Regions from separate parts of the Mus musculus genome. Here region 2 is linked to region 1. Evidence: chromatin contacts called from public HiChIP or PLAC-seq data. All regions are on one chromosome and are shown on one strand. Each heading gives the region's core, a stretch centred on a gene start, on an enhancer-like site or on the middle of the called end of the contact. The rest is flanking DNA. Distances are from core to core; before and after follow the strand shown.

What was found. HiChIP or PLAC-seq counts read pairs in DNA pulled down with a chosen protein or histone mark.
Region 2: a contact with region 1 is called in an H3K27ac HiChIP or PLAC-seq map of double positive thymocytes, with 5 times the contacts expected there. The contact joins the promoter of 4930465M20Rik here to the enhancer-like site in region 1. A contact is called at or near these places in 8 of 484 Hi-C or Micro-C datasets (CD4 T cells, CD8 T cells and memory CD8 T cells) and 3 of 115 datasets of contacts at active chromatin or transcription factors (double positive thymocytes, memory CD8 T cells and regulatory T cell precursor).

What each region holds. Positions count from the first base shown.
Region 1 is chr12:107,120,771-107,127,155 of GRCm38.p6, reverse strand. No RefSeq gene overlaps it. Among named protein-coding and RNA genes, the nearest start is that of Gm52008, 13 kb to the right of the region's middle. Within about 2 kb of position 2,670, at least 35 of the 459 cell types and tissues checked have an H3K27ac peak or open chromatin away from gene starts, as enhancers often do. A contact at or near this core is called in CD8 T cells, double positive thymocytes, memory CD8 T cells and 1 more, where this site is marked.
Region 2 is chr12:107,731,940-107,738,324 of GRCm38.p6, reverse strand. It overlaps 4930465M20Rik (RIKEN cDNA 4930465M20 gene), which reads left to right and starts at 2,837. Exons shown (of 3, transcript NR_045973.1): 1 at 2,837-2,876.

The sequences.
Region 1 (6,385 bases), core at 1,421-3,920:
TTCCTCATGGGATTGTCTACTGGGTGAGTCTGTACACTCTGTGAATTAGGTGTCCCATATTAGGTGTGTGTGTGTTTGTGTGTGCGTGTTGGTGGGGAAGCTATAGAGAGTAGATGTGCCATTGGTGAGGTCAAAGTTCCCATGTAACAAAAATACAGGTAATGAGTCTTTTTCAAAGTCACATTTTGCAATTTAAAACACTGAGTCAGGTTCGAGGGTGACATACGTCTTGCTCTTTGTGGAAATCAAGACTTGCCTGTCAGTACTAACTGTCCATGTTTCCTGTCCACGGATCCTGTACAAGGGGTCAGGTATTAGGCCAAAAGACTAATTTTTCCTCATCTCAATTTTCTTTTGTTTACCAGTATACCTTAGACTTCTCTGGCCCTGTGTAACCTGGCAGACAGGAAAAAAAAATGGCTTGTAGCCATTGAAGAAGAAATGTCTCCCCTGGGATTCCATTCCTCACTGAGAGTGACCGATTCATTTGGGACCATGTTGCTTCTGCTTGATAGTGGCGGGGCGGGGGTTGGGGGTGGTGGTTAGAGCTCAAGACCATGGCTGTGGTTTTTGCTTCTGTCTTTCGAGGCCTGGTGGGAGCTTTTCCTAGTCAGGCCCTTAAGTGATGCCTGTAACTCAGAGTTCCACTGGATACTTTCTGTGTGGCTCTGGCTGTCCTGGGACTCGATCTATAGACCAGGCTGGCCTCCACCTGGGAGATCTGCCTGTCTCTGACATCTGAATGCTGGGGTTCGAGGTGAGTGCCAGCACCACCCAACCCCGTTTGATATTCTCTACCCTTGTTCTACCAAGATTCTGCGGAATGCCTTCTGCTCCTCACAGAGGCCAGTTAGAATCTCAGCTTGGAAACACCCGTGCAATTTCTGTGAAATTATGGCACGGTAATCTCTTCATCTGAGAGTCATGGGTAAGCATGAAGCCTTTCCTGTCACATTACCATCACCTGGCGTCTCTTCCCTTGCATTTTAATGCACCCGGCCGGCTTCTGTCACGGGGCCTGTGTTCTGTTTATTACCCCTGGTGGGATGTTCTGCAGCTGGTCAATGCCACACTTCCCTCAGAATGTCACCAAGATACCGTGTCTGGCAACCCTGGTTATTCCCTGTTGCTCCCAACAGAGTCTACTTCCATGTCTGGTTTTAGTTTTCTTCACAGTGTTTATTTCCTGAAACAGCATTTTTACTTATTAATGTTTCTGCTATCTTCTCCAACTCTATTCTTGTTCTGTCTTAAGTGGTGGGCCAGGTCATGGTTGCTCCCCAAACATTTCCAGAATAGATATGTATGCTTGAAATGTGCTACAAATCCCCTTCTCTCTGTGGAGATCCCAGGCTCCGTTGAGAAGCAGGAAGCACCAGCTGCGGTGTCCACTTATATCTGTGGAGGGCAGCTGAGCACCCGGGGGCATGCACGCACGTGAGAAGAAATAGTCCAGGGAAAACAAGAAAAATCCACAAGACCACATATGAAGAAAACCTGAGGGGAAGAGAGCTAGAGAGACCCAGAGCAGGAGAGAAGCAAAGATGAGAGCAGAGACCCAAGGAGGGGGAGAGAGACATGCCCAGCCCTGAGTACAGAAATGGACAGCAGAGGCCAGGCCCAGAGCCTCAGGCCACTCTTCTTCAGCATGCCTGGCGCCCGCCCACAGGGAGTCCCTATTACATCATCTCCTCGCCCTTTGGAAGCTGAGTGCCACCTTATTTACTTGGATCTCCTGGTCAGCCCTGAGCCCTTTGTGAGCGGCGACGTCCCTGAGTGCTCCCCTAGAGACCCTGGCGTCCCCTGTAGCACCAGGTCAGGGACAGCCAATTACCACAGAAAAAGGTCTTGGTGGCTCCTGCTAATTGCTGTGGCCTCAGCAGGTCTTAATTCTCTCTTCCCTCCTCCCCAGCCCCAGTTCCCAGGGGCCCTATACTTCTCTGAGCACACAGATGCAAACTCTGGAAAGATTAAACTTCCACTGCCTCTCTGCCCAGGGCCTGCAAGTCATCACAAAACATCTAGAGAAGTGAAGACCCCACCCCTACCCCCGAGTGCCCAGTCCTCCAGGATCTTCCGTGTATGCCCACCCCCCCCCAAAACCTCCGCAGGTTGTCTTCCCTGAAAGGCTCCTGCTCCTCTCTGACACTGGGCCCCAGTCTCCCAGGAGCTCCTAGCTGGCTGAGGACATCACAAATCACAGTTGCATGGACCAGAACTGGAGCCAGAGCCACTCTATTTGTCAAACTGCTGTGACTGCCACAGCCCGAAGCTACTGAAGGGACACGGCTCTGAACTGGGCCTGTGGTTTTGATCTGTGGCCCCCTGTCTCTTTCACAGAACCCTAAAGCTGGCTGTATTTTATAGATCAGAACAGTGCATTATAACTACACTGTGCCATGCTACCCGTGGGGTCAAGGTAACACCTAGGGACAGAATGTGCTTCTACGGGCACAGCAGTGATCATGTCTGTTCTCACGGTGAGGGGAATGTGAGCTCCAGCTAGAGACTTCAAGGAGTTTTAACAATTCAGGTCAGGTTTTACCCACAGAGAAATGTTAAGACGCTTTGAAACCCATTTGACTCTGAGATCACAGGCCAGTCACCAGCCATGCGGCATGAGAACGGCTCTCTTTGCTCCGACGGTAGAGATGGTAACCCAGGGGTGAATGGAACTTCTGCTTGTAAGCCAGCTCTTCAGAAGTGGAAGGGGTGTGCAAAGCTGAGATAGTTCTTGTTCCCAGCAGTGCACGGCGGACCCCTCTGCTGGGCTGGCTGACTTACTTCACGCGTCGGCTTCGTGGGTGGGTCACACGGCCTCGGTCTGCACCTGTCACTCTGACCTCCTTTCATGGAAGGCATCTGGGATGGAATCAAAGCATTACCTCAGGGGCTGAGGTACAGACAGTGTCTGGTAATGTAGCCTGAGGCTGTAATGACCTGAAAGAGCCAATAGAAGTGTCCATTGTGTTAGAGCTATATTAAGTAAGTAGGGCTATATACTCTAGACACTCAATAACTGCTCACTTAAATCGCTGAAGCCTGGCCCCAGCCAGGTCCATCCACCATCATTCTGTGCACATTAAGGATGTGGAGGATGGAGTGCCCTGGAGACAACAGGTTTGGGCTTTCCCCAGGACATAAACTCAGAACACCTCTCCAAGATTCTGGAAGACATTTTCGCCTGCTCCAGGCAGTTCCCAGGGCAGACAGAGTGTCTTCACACTGCGACCTCTGACCTTGGAACAGGTGTCCAACTCTACCCTTGCGGCAAGACAGTTGACTTGTCAAGGCTTAAGAAGACTGTCACCCCTCTCCTCTGGCAGGGTTTCGGCTTCCTTCGCTCTTCACCGTGTGAAGATCAGAGGTGTGGCTCCCACCCCCCCACCCATGTGACAGAGGCAAGAGCAGAAAACAGGCTGGTTGTCACCAAGGAAGGCCAGAGGCTGCGATTATGTGTGGAGGTTCAATGTTTGCCCGTTCAGGGCAGGCAGGCAGGAAGATAGTTGTGAGGCTTTGGGGAGCCAACCGCCTGTGACTGACTCTAGCAGCTAGAATTAAAAATAAAAGGAAACAAAACAAACAAAAAATAAAAACAAAAACAAAATAAAACAAAAAACCTAACAACAACCAACCAGGCTTCCAGTGCAGCGTGGACTCTGGTAATCGGCAAGACAGGCTAGTTTGAATTGCCTCAGTTACCCAGTCTATGAAATAGGCTGCTGATGCACCCTTCACATGCCTGCTGGGTCATAGGATCTGGAGTGTGGGCAAGACTCTAACACAAAGCCCCAGAGCTAATGAGTTTCCAGTTCTCAAGATCGCGACTTGGCAGACACGGTCCCATTTGAGCCCTTGCTGGCTTGCAGTGTCTGTCCCCTTACCTCTGCTGATTAGCAGGCTCACTCAGACATTAGGTATGCTTACACGAGTTGCTCAGGACCACAGAGATCTCCAGTGGTCAGACTCTGGTAGAAATTCAGTTTTCTCAGACTATGAGCAAAATCACCTTAAAGAAGGCTGGGGAGCTAGCTGAAAGTTGGCAACGTGCTTGCTTTGCAATCATGAGGACCTGTGTTCAATTCCCAGAAACATAATAATAATAATAATAATAATAATAATAATAATAATAATAATAATAATAATAAATAATGTTGACAAGAACTTTGGTGTGGGGTGTGGATTTGTAATGCCAACAGGTAGATATTTTGGGCTCTCTGGTCAGACAGCCTAGCCTGCTTGATGAGTTCCAGGTCAATGAGAGATCCCATTTCAAAAGAAAGGTGGTACCTGAGAAATGTCCTCTGGCCGGCCTGCAAGTCTCCTTGTATAAGTGTATGTGTATGTCCATGAGCACATGTGTATGTGCATAAATGCATGCACATATATGTTTACACACACACACACACATGGGGAGAGAGGGGGAGAGGGAAGGGGGGAGAGGGGAGGGAGAGAGAGAGAGAGAGAGAGAGAGAGAGAGAGAGAGAGAGAGAGACTCTGTATAGTTAACAACAAAGACGATAGCTGATCATTAGTTTAACATAAGGAAACAATGTTTCTTATCAGGGTCCTGCTTTGAAGAGATAGTTACTATAAGAATATAATAACTGTTCCTGCTGGGGAGAGGCTCTCAGTTCTCTGCCCTGGTCAAGAAGTAAGTGTTGGGTTACTTTTCCCTCAGGAAGCAGCCTTTCATGCAGATTTCATGGCCCAAAGAACAAGGATGAATTGGCCCCCGAAACACATCAAGTTCTCTCCCTGGCTCTAGGCCTGAAGGGAGAAGGATGAAACTTTGAAGCACAGTGAACGGGAGCTGTGTCTTTAAAAGTGAGCCTGTCCTTGCCTTCTCTGGGCAGAGCACAGCAGCTGGGCTGCCCCCCAGGCCCAGGCCTCCTGTTTTGCACAGCCTCTGAAGCCAGCTTGGCTGCTGCCCTGGGAGTCTCCCGGCCACAGGTGAGGTTCCATGGCCCTAGCAATGCCCAGGGGGCCAATCAGGCTGGGCCTGCATGAGGTAAGAATGAGAGTCGCCCCGTGTGCTCTGGGCTCTTTCAGAAATCTCAGCAGATCAATGTCACTGTGGCTTTTAATTACCCCTCCTAGACTTCATCATTATTTCATGGCCTCTAATACACCCAGCAGGCTGCCCTTGGCATACAGATAAACAGCCACCCAGCATGGCCTGCCCCCTGAGGTGGTACCCACTGCAGTTGCCCAGCCCAAGGGACAGTAGCCTGACAGGGATCTGGCCTTGCTCAGTATAGATAAAGCCAGTGCTTGGTGAGAGTTCTTCTGTGACTCTCACTTTACCAAGAACCTACTGTGTGCCAGATGTTGAGCAGAGACTGGAGACACTGTAGTGACCCCCATATGATTTCCAGAGGCTACCCTCTAAAGTCACTGTCACCCACTGCCTGTGCACCCTGTCTTTCCTTAGGAGAGTAAGCTAAACCCAGGATGATTTTGCCCTCTGGGGACACTTGACAGTGCCTGGAGACACATTCCCCTTGTCACAACTGAAGGAGAGTCACTACTGGCTTCTAGTGGGTGGAGCCCAGGGCTGCTCAACATCCTTCAGGGCATAGGCTGGCCATGTCTAAAAGATGACCAGACAAGATGTCACCAGGGCCATGGATAAGCAGCTCCAGAGATGACAGATGCTTGGCCTGGCCTGGCCAAGCCATAATACCAGAACAGTGGGGTCCCACCAGACAGCTCTTGGTCATCTCTCTCTCTCTCTCTCTCTCTCTCTCTCTCTCTCTCTCTCTCTCTCTCTCTCTCTCTCTCGCTCTCTCGCTCTCTCTCGCTCTCTCTCACTCTCTCTCGCTCTCGCTCTATCTCTCTCTCGCTCTCGCTCTCACTCTCTCTCAACAGTTGTTCAGGAACTAATTTGTGCCAACGACTCTTCAAGAACCCTTCCGTACCATCCACAGTCATGTCTGTGACCAGCCTTCAAGGGAAATGAATCTTTCCCAGTCTTTTAATTTTCTTGGGTTCATAGACTCTCTTTGGCTGGAGGAGAATCTAAACTAGCTCTGTTTTCTGTTTTGAATGAGTGAGCTTATTAGGCGCGTGGCAAGCAAAAGAGCAAAAGAAAAAGCACGTATAACTCGTAGCAGAGAGAGGGAGAAGCAGCAGGCAGACCAGCAAACCGCCGCCATCAAATCAGGTGCTCACTGCGCACGCGCAGTGGGAACTCCTGAGCAAGGTGATGCGGACAGCCTGGGTTCCGCATTGAGCTTTCTCTCCACGGACAAGCTTCCAGGTTCTCGCTCCCACTGCAGACATTCTGGAGAAGCAACAACGGTGTCTGCTATAAAGTTTTCAATTTTAGTTGTTTTGCTGTTCTCTCTACGGGGGTGGGGGTGGGGGGGAGTGGGTTGGTATT
Region 2 (6,385 bases), core at 1,588-4,087, 610 kb before region 1:
AATCTCCAACATTTAATAATATAACATAGCTGTGCAGTGCTCATGTCAGGGAGACCTTCTAAGAAAGATGCCATAAAGTGACTTATGTGTGTGGTGATCAGAGTGTGCTCACTCATTTGGAGGGTCAACACATGGTAATGCCATGTAGCCTTATAGAACTTTATGATGTATATGGCTTGATGTCGACTTCGGAAACATCGTTAGGCTGCACGTGACTGGATTCATTGGCACTGAGCTGTGTGTCAAGTGCCTGCCACTTGCTAGCACACAGCTTGTTCTATGTTCTTATGTTATCTTCTTTCCCTTTGTTGGCACACTTTGACCTCAGTTGTCTCAGCACCAGACTTCTTCCGTTCTACTTACGGGGTTTCATGAAGAGGAGAGCTGAGGCTTGTTTCCAGGGCATGGCTTCAATCTAATTTAAATCTACTCACTGATTGGCTTATTATGGAGCCTAGGAACCCTGGTCCACAGATTGATGAAAGCTTTCCCCATGTGATTGGATAAGTCAAACAGCATTGGCTTAAATCTTAGTGATACTCTACCCATAAGATTAGGTCTCTATACCCTGGCCCTGTCTGGGCTCTACCTTCTAGAACTCTCTCCAGGAAGAGCATCTTCCTGCCCTGGCTTTGGACTTAATAGGGTGTTGATCTTATTGGATACTTTAAGTCAGCCCTGAACTACAGAGTCCCCTGTCACTGTGGCTTCTGCCTTCTGTGCCACAGGCTTACCAGAGAGACACAATTCTTGATCTCTCCACTATTCCTTCCATACCTCTGAAGTGAAAACTTAAGGGTTCTTTGGAAAGTCAGTTGTGTTGGATGGTATTTTGCTGGCGCAAACATGTGAAGAAGTGTTTTCCTGAAGTGGACACAGGTGAAAGGCTAAGGCTGAGTGCTTTTGCTGAAGCAGACACAGGTGAAAGGATGTGCTGTGTGAAAGGACACATGATGAAGGAGTCTTTGCTAACGACACACATGTATTAGTCTGCCTTACTTTGTGTAGTTGAGTTGCATTTGGGACTCTGTAGAGAGAAATGCACCCCTAAAACTTTTGGTGCTGTGCCGAGGCTTCTTGTCACTTCCTTGGAGTCAGGCTGATTGGCAGAGTGATGCCAGCTGAGACAGATTCATGTGTTGAGGCAAGATACGTGGTGAGGCAGGGCCAGTGGAAGACACATGATGTTTGGGGGCAGAAGAGGCTGAGCTATGCTTGTTGTGTAACACTTGTTGGGTTCGTGGCAAGGAAGACCCTAGCACTGAGAACAGACAATAAATGAGCAGGCCCTGGCACGCTACAACAATGGAGTGGTTCAGCCCTTGGCCAGTGCTGAAGTGTATAGGAGACAGGAGAGAGGGCTCCACCGCAGGTCCAATGTCTCGGGTGAGGAGAGAGAAGACAGCAATTAGATATTGTGGAACTGACATCAGGGGCACCAGATGCACGGCAGAGACACAGTGCAAGGCTAAGGGTGATAAATCATCAAGTAAGGCTGATGTGTGAGAGTCAGAGGTGACACAGAAAGGCACAGATCTCATGCCCTGGCAGAGGGGTTGCAGATCAGGCTGTAATTAAAAGAGTAATACAATGTCTTGAAAGATCTGCAGTCTCAGATCAGCAGGATCGTAATGCCAAGGTTAGCTCACAAAGGAGGAGAAGTAGGGTCGTGGTCCCAGGAGTCCATTGAACAATCTTGATTCCCTTACCGCTTTGAGTTAATGTTTCCAGGTAAGGAAGTGGGTGGGTCACTGTGCTGGTAACCACCTGAATTCAGACACTCATCTCTGCAGGAGGGCCCGGATGGGTAGCATCCGACATGGCTACAGCACAAAGGCAACAGCAGTTGCTCCCGGACAACCCTCTTTTAAGTTCCCCTGCTGAAGAGACTCATAGCCAAGGTCTTAGAGCTCCTGCACCAAGATGGAGTCAACTTCGAGTTGGAAGTGGGTTCTGGTGTAACAGGTGTAGACTGTAGTAGACACCACTAAAGCCCATACGGATGGCACCTGTGGGGTTGGCTGCATCACCCCCTCCATCCTGAGGCCACAGGTCACTTGGTCAATGACAACTTAATACTGAAGTGGGAAGACCTAGCTCCTTCAGCAATGACTTAGGGCTTTCCTGAAGGTTGCTGTCCACAGCAAGGTTCCCATGCGCTCCCCTGGTAGTGGAGTATATCTCATTTTTTCTTTATGTCAAATCCATCCTTCCTTCCACAGCCCCGTCCGTCTCCAGCTCCTCTGCAGTGTTTTTGCAAAAACACTACTCAAAGGCTCAGTTTCTGTTTCTCAGAAAACCTGCCTTTGCAACAGTAACATCCAGGGCTCCCGTCCTCTCTACTTCTCTTCTGGGTTCATCTTCAAATATAAGGTCCTTGTCCATTGCCCCAGCCTCCCAGACAATGCCATGGTGATCTTGTGTCTGGCACTCTGGTCCTTGGACTGGCTTACCCCTACATCTGTTAATTTCTAAGAGCCTCCTCCAGCCTTCTTACCTAGCCCCATCCAACTACAGAGGGAGTCCTTGTTTCTCAGGGAGAACAGGGGAGGGGCAGTCACTTGCTGATAGAGAATGTGAAGAGAGACTCAGTCAAGTCCAACTGTGCGAAGCCTGCCTTTCCAGCTATTTGAGAATCACTGGCCTCCCAAAACCACCCTGGAAGTGGCCTCCCATTGTGAGGGCTGCCGTGGCTCCCATTGTGAGGGCTGCCGTGGCTCCCATTGTGAGGGCTGCCGTGGCTCCCATTGTGAGGGCTGCCGTGGCTCCCATTGTGAGGGCTGCCATCTTTCTTTCCGTTCACAGGTAGGTAGGTGGGTGGGCCGCTCAGTACATGGACAACTCATCCTGGTAACATGTCCTGTAGACACCCAGAGGTCAGAACTGCAGAGTAGGTTGCTGGGAGGGCAGGTCACAGCAAAACACCCTTTCAAGTGCTTGGGTTTGGCAAAGACACAAGTGTGTGTATGTGTGTGTGTGTGTGTGGTATATGTATATGAAGGTGAGTGTGTGTATGTGTGGTGTGTGTGTTGTGTGTATGAATGTGAAAGTGAGCGTGTGTATATGTGTTGTGTGTATGTATGTATATGCACGTGTGTGTGTGTGTGTGTGTGTGTGTGAGGGTGTGTCTATATGTGTTGTATGTGTGTATTCTCTTTCCTTAGCTCCTCTTCTGTTCCTTTCCAAGCCTCCATGAGTTAAAGGGTCTCTATTCAGCATGTCATGCATCTCCTCCAAGTGCTTTTCAACAAGAAAGGTTTACTGTCTGAGCAGCTCTACGTGGCTGCTTGGCACCTCTTCCTTGACCAGATGACTTAGGCTCTACTAATAGTGACAGGACAGCCTCAGGCGCCCTCACAGGAGGTCAGCCCAGTGGAGAGCATCAGAGTTGGCTCGCAACCTTTCCCAGCTCTACCTTTTATGAGAAGGAGGAATGTTCATGGTGGGGAACGGCCTTTCTTCTTCTTCTGGTTGCTGTAAGAGACTGCATGATGAAAAGAAAGCAGAGGCCACTAATTGTCTCCTCGGCCTGCGGCTTTGTTGCAAAGGCCTCTGGGAAACCCTTTTCTAGGTGCCTTGCTGTTCTGGCCAACCACATCCTGCGACCGGCTTTGCTCACAGAGCTCAGTGCAAGGCAGTGGAGGACCCAGTTTTGTTTCTCTGTGGGACAGATTAGTTGGTCTGTCTCAGATGCCAGGGAAAGTCAGGTCAGGAGCAGCTGCAGGGGAGTACCAGACTGTGGACATCCATGTACCTTTTAGCAGAGGAAGCAAGATTGCACAAGCATGTCTGAGACTCCAAGGTCTCTTCCTTCCTCCTGCAAATGTCCAAAGGCTCAGACGACACTACCCTTCCTGAGAGCATTGCAATGTTTGGAAGAGAAATAGGGTAATGTGACTGAGAGGACCTTGTCCTCCAATAGCTTCCAAGTTCACTGTCCTGCAGACACAAAGTGACTTTATTCAGGAAAAATAAAGGCCCGAACTTGAACTTGGGAAGACCACTTTGCACTCACAAAGTGTGGTTGTTGTGAGACCTTCAAACAGGCCGGTGTCATGTTTAGCACATACCTGCTGCCCTGTAGTGAGGAAGTGCCGGTGTCCGGTGTCCGTTGCATTGGGGACAGCCCCCTTGTTAGGGAGGGTGATTTGGGATCTACTGTTATTGCTGGACGTTCAATCTAGCTGCACAGAGAAGCTGTGTGAGATCAAGGCTGGGCCCCTCTAGGAGGTGGGAGGAGAGGACTGTGGTCTCCTGACTTGCGTCCTGGGAAGAAGGCTGAAGATGTGGGACGATTCTTACTTTGGACTGAGCTGGTCTGACCTTCCTGATTGAGACACTAACATAGAGTTCCCCAGGGGCTGCTCAGTGGAGATGGAGGTGAAGTCTGCTAAGTCTGCTAAGTCATGACTGTGGCATGTGCTGTGTGCATATGTCCGTGAATGTTCATGTGTGCACATGTGTGACTACGTGAGAGGCCAAGGGTTGGCAGAACCCCATGGTTGCTCCTCAGTAAAGAATCTAGGCTGAGAAGGTAATTCCTCCCTCCTCCCTCCCTCCTCTCTCCCTCCTTCTTCCCTCCCCTCCCTCTTCTCTCCATCTCTTCTTTCTGTCATCTTCTTTTTTCTTCCCTTTCCCTCCCTTCTTTTCTCTCTTCCTCCCTCCTCTTTTTCTCCTTCCTCCCTCCCTTCTCCTTTCCTCTTCCTCCCTTTTCCTCCCTTATCCCTTCCCTCCCTCCCTTCCTCCTCCCTCCCTCCTTCCTCCCTCCCTCCCTTCCTCCTCCATCCCTTCCTCCTCCATCCCTTCCTCCTCCCTCCCTCCTCCCTCCCTCCCTCCTCCCTTCCTCCTCTCTCCCTCCTCTCTCCCTCCCTCCTTCTTTCTTTCCTTTCTGTGTCATCTTTCTTCTTCCCCTTCCCTTTCCCCTTTCCTCCTTTCCTTCCTCCCCTTTTCTCCCATCCTTCCATCATCTCTTCCTCTCTTCTTTCCTGTCTCCCCGTCCCTCATTTCTTTCCTCCCAATCACTTCCTTCCTTGCCTCTTCCCTCTTCCCCCTTTCCTCACTTCCCTTCTTTCTTTCCCTTTAGCAAAGCATACTTTCTCCATGTGGGCTATCTCTCCTACTCCTGCCCAGTAGGAGAGGGAAATTACCTAGTTAGACTGGGACCTGCTCTCCTGAGTGAGACCTCATGAGGCTGAGAACTGTAAGCCCACCTGAGTAATCGCTGACCTGAAACCCTCTGGTTACTCAGGAAGAAACTGACGGATACAGGAAGCAAGGGACTTGTTGGCAGGCGTATCACCATTTGTCGGCAGCCACTAAGGGATGCGAATGTAGAATTTTTGTAGTGTTTTGTGGAGTTTTTAGTAACAAAGAAGTTCTGCCCCTCAGGATTAGCCTCTCACCTCAACTCCTATGCGCCACCTATATTAGACATTTACATAGTAGTTCTGACTGCCCTGAAAGTACTTGGTACTTTAAAAATGCTGAACTTAAAGATAAACCTAGGGCCTCCAGCTGTGTGGACCAGACCACCATTCTCATTCCCTTCATACCTACAATAATGATTTGTATGCATCTACTTATAGAAGGTTGGAATTATATACGCGTGTACACACACTGAATTCATATTGCTCTGTGCTGGAAATTTGCATAACCACTAAGTTCCAGGTGCCTTATGGAACTCAGCACTCGGCTTTCATCCCCCAGTGTTGTGAGCAGTCTGAGGGATAGATAAGCACAGGGTTCACTTTCCCAGGTGGTGGGGCTGTCCTCCTGACCGCCCCCCACCACCACCACATGCCACATGCCAATTGGTCACCGCTTGGCAATGTCGCTTCCACTAACTTCAGAACAAGGAATCCGGAAAGCAGAGTGGCTCTACCATTGGCCTCCAATCACAGAAGGACCTCGAGCCACAAAAGGTCCCCATTCTGCATCTCAGGCTCGTCACCCATTGAATAGTTGAAGAGTCACATCTTGTAAAGTATTGTGTGGGTTAAATGTGAGTTTCCACCAGATTTCTGCACAAACCCCACACCTGCTACAAGAATCAATGCTCTGTTCCCATCGTGTGATATACTGGGCATGGAATTACTTCCATGCACCCCACATTTCTCTATGTGTGCGACTTGCCAATAGTCTATCTGTAGTCTATCAAGACGTGAAGGATGTGTCTGGAGGAGTCCCCACAAAGAGTGCGTAAGGAGGGATCCTCTTTAAAAGAGGAGGTTGTTTATATACCACCAACCCTGGGACAAAGTTCTGTCTAAAAATCTAGAAGAAGTCCTGAGAAGAGGTCATCATAAAGAAGTAGGGGTGCTTCTCTGGCATCTTGACAAGGTGTAGGTCTCCCCTTTCACAACTAAGGGTAGTTGAATACAGACAG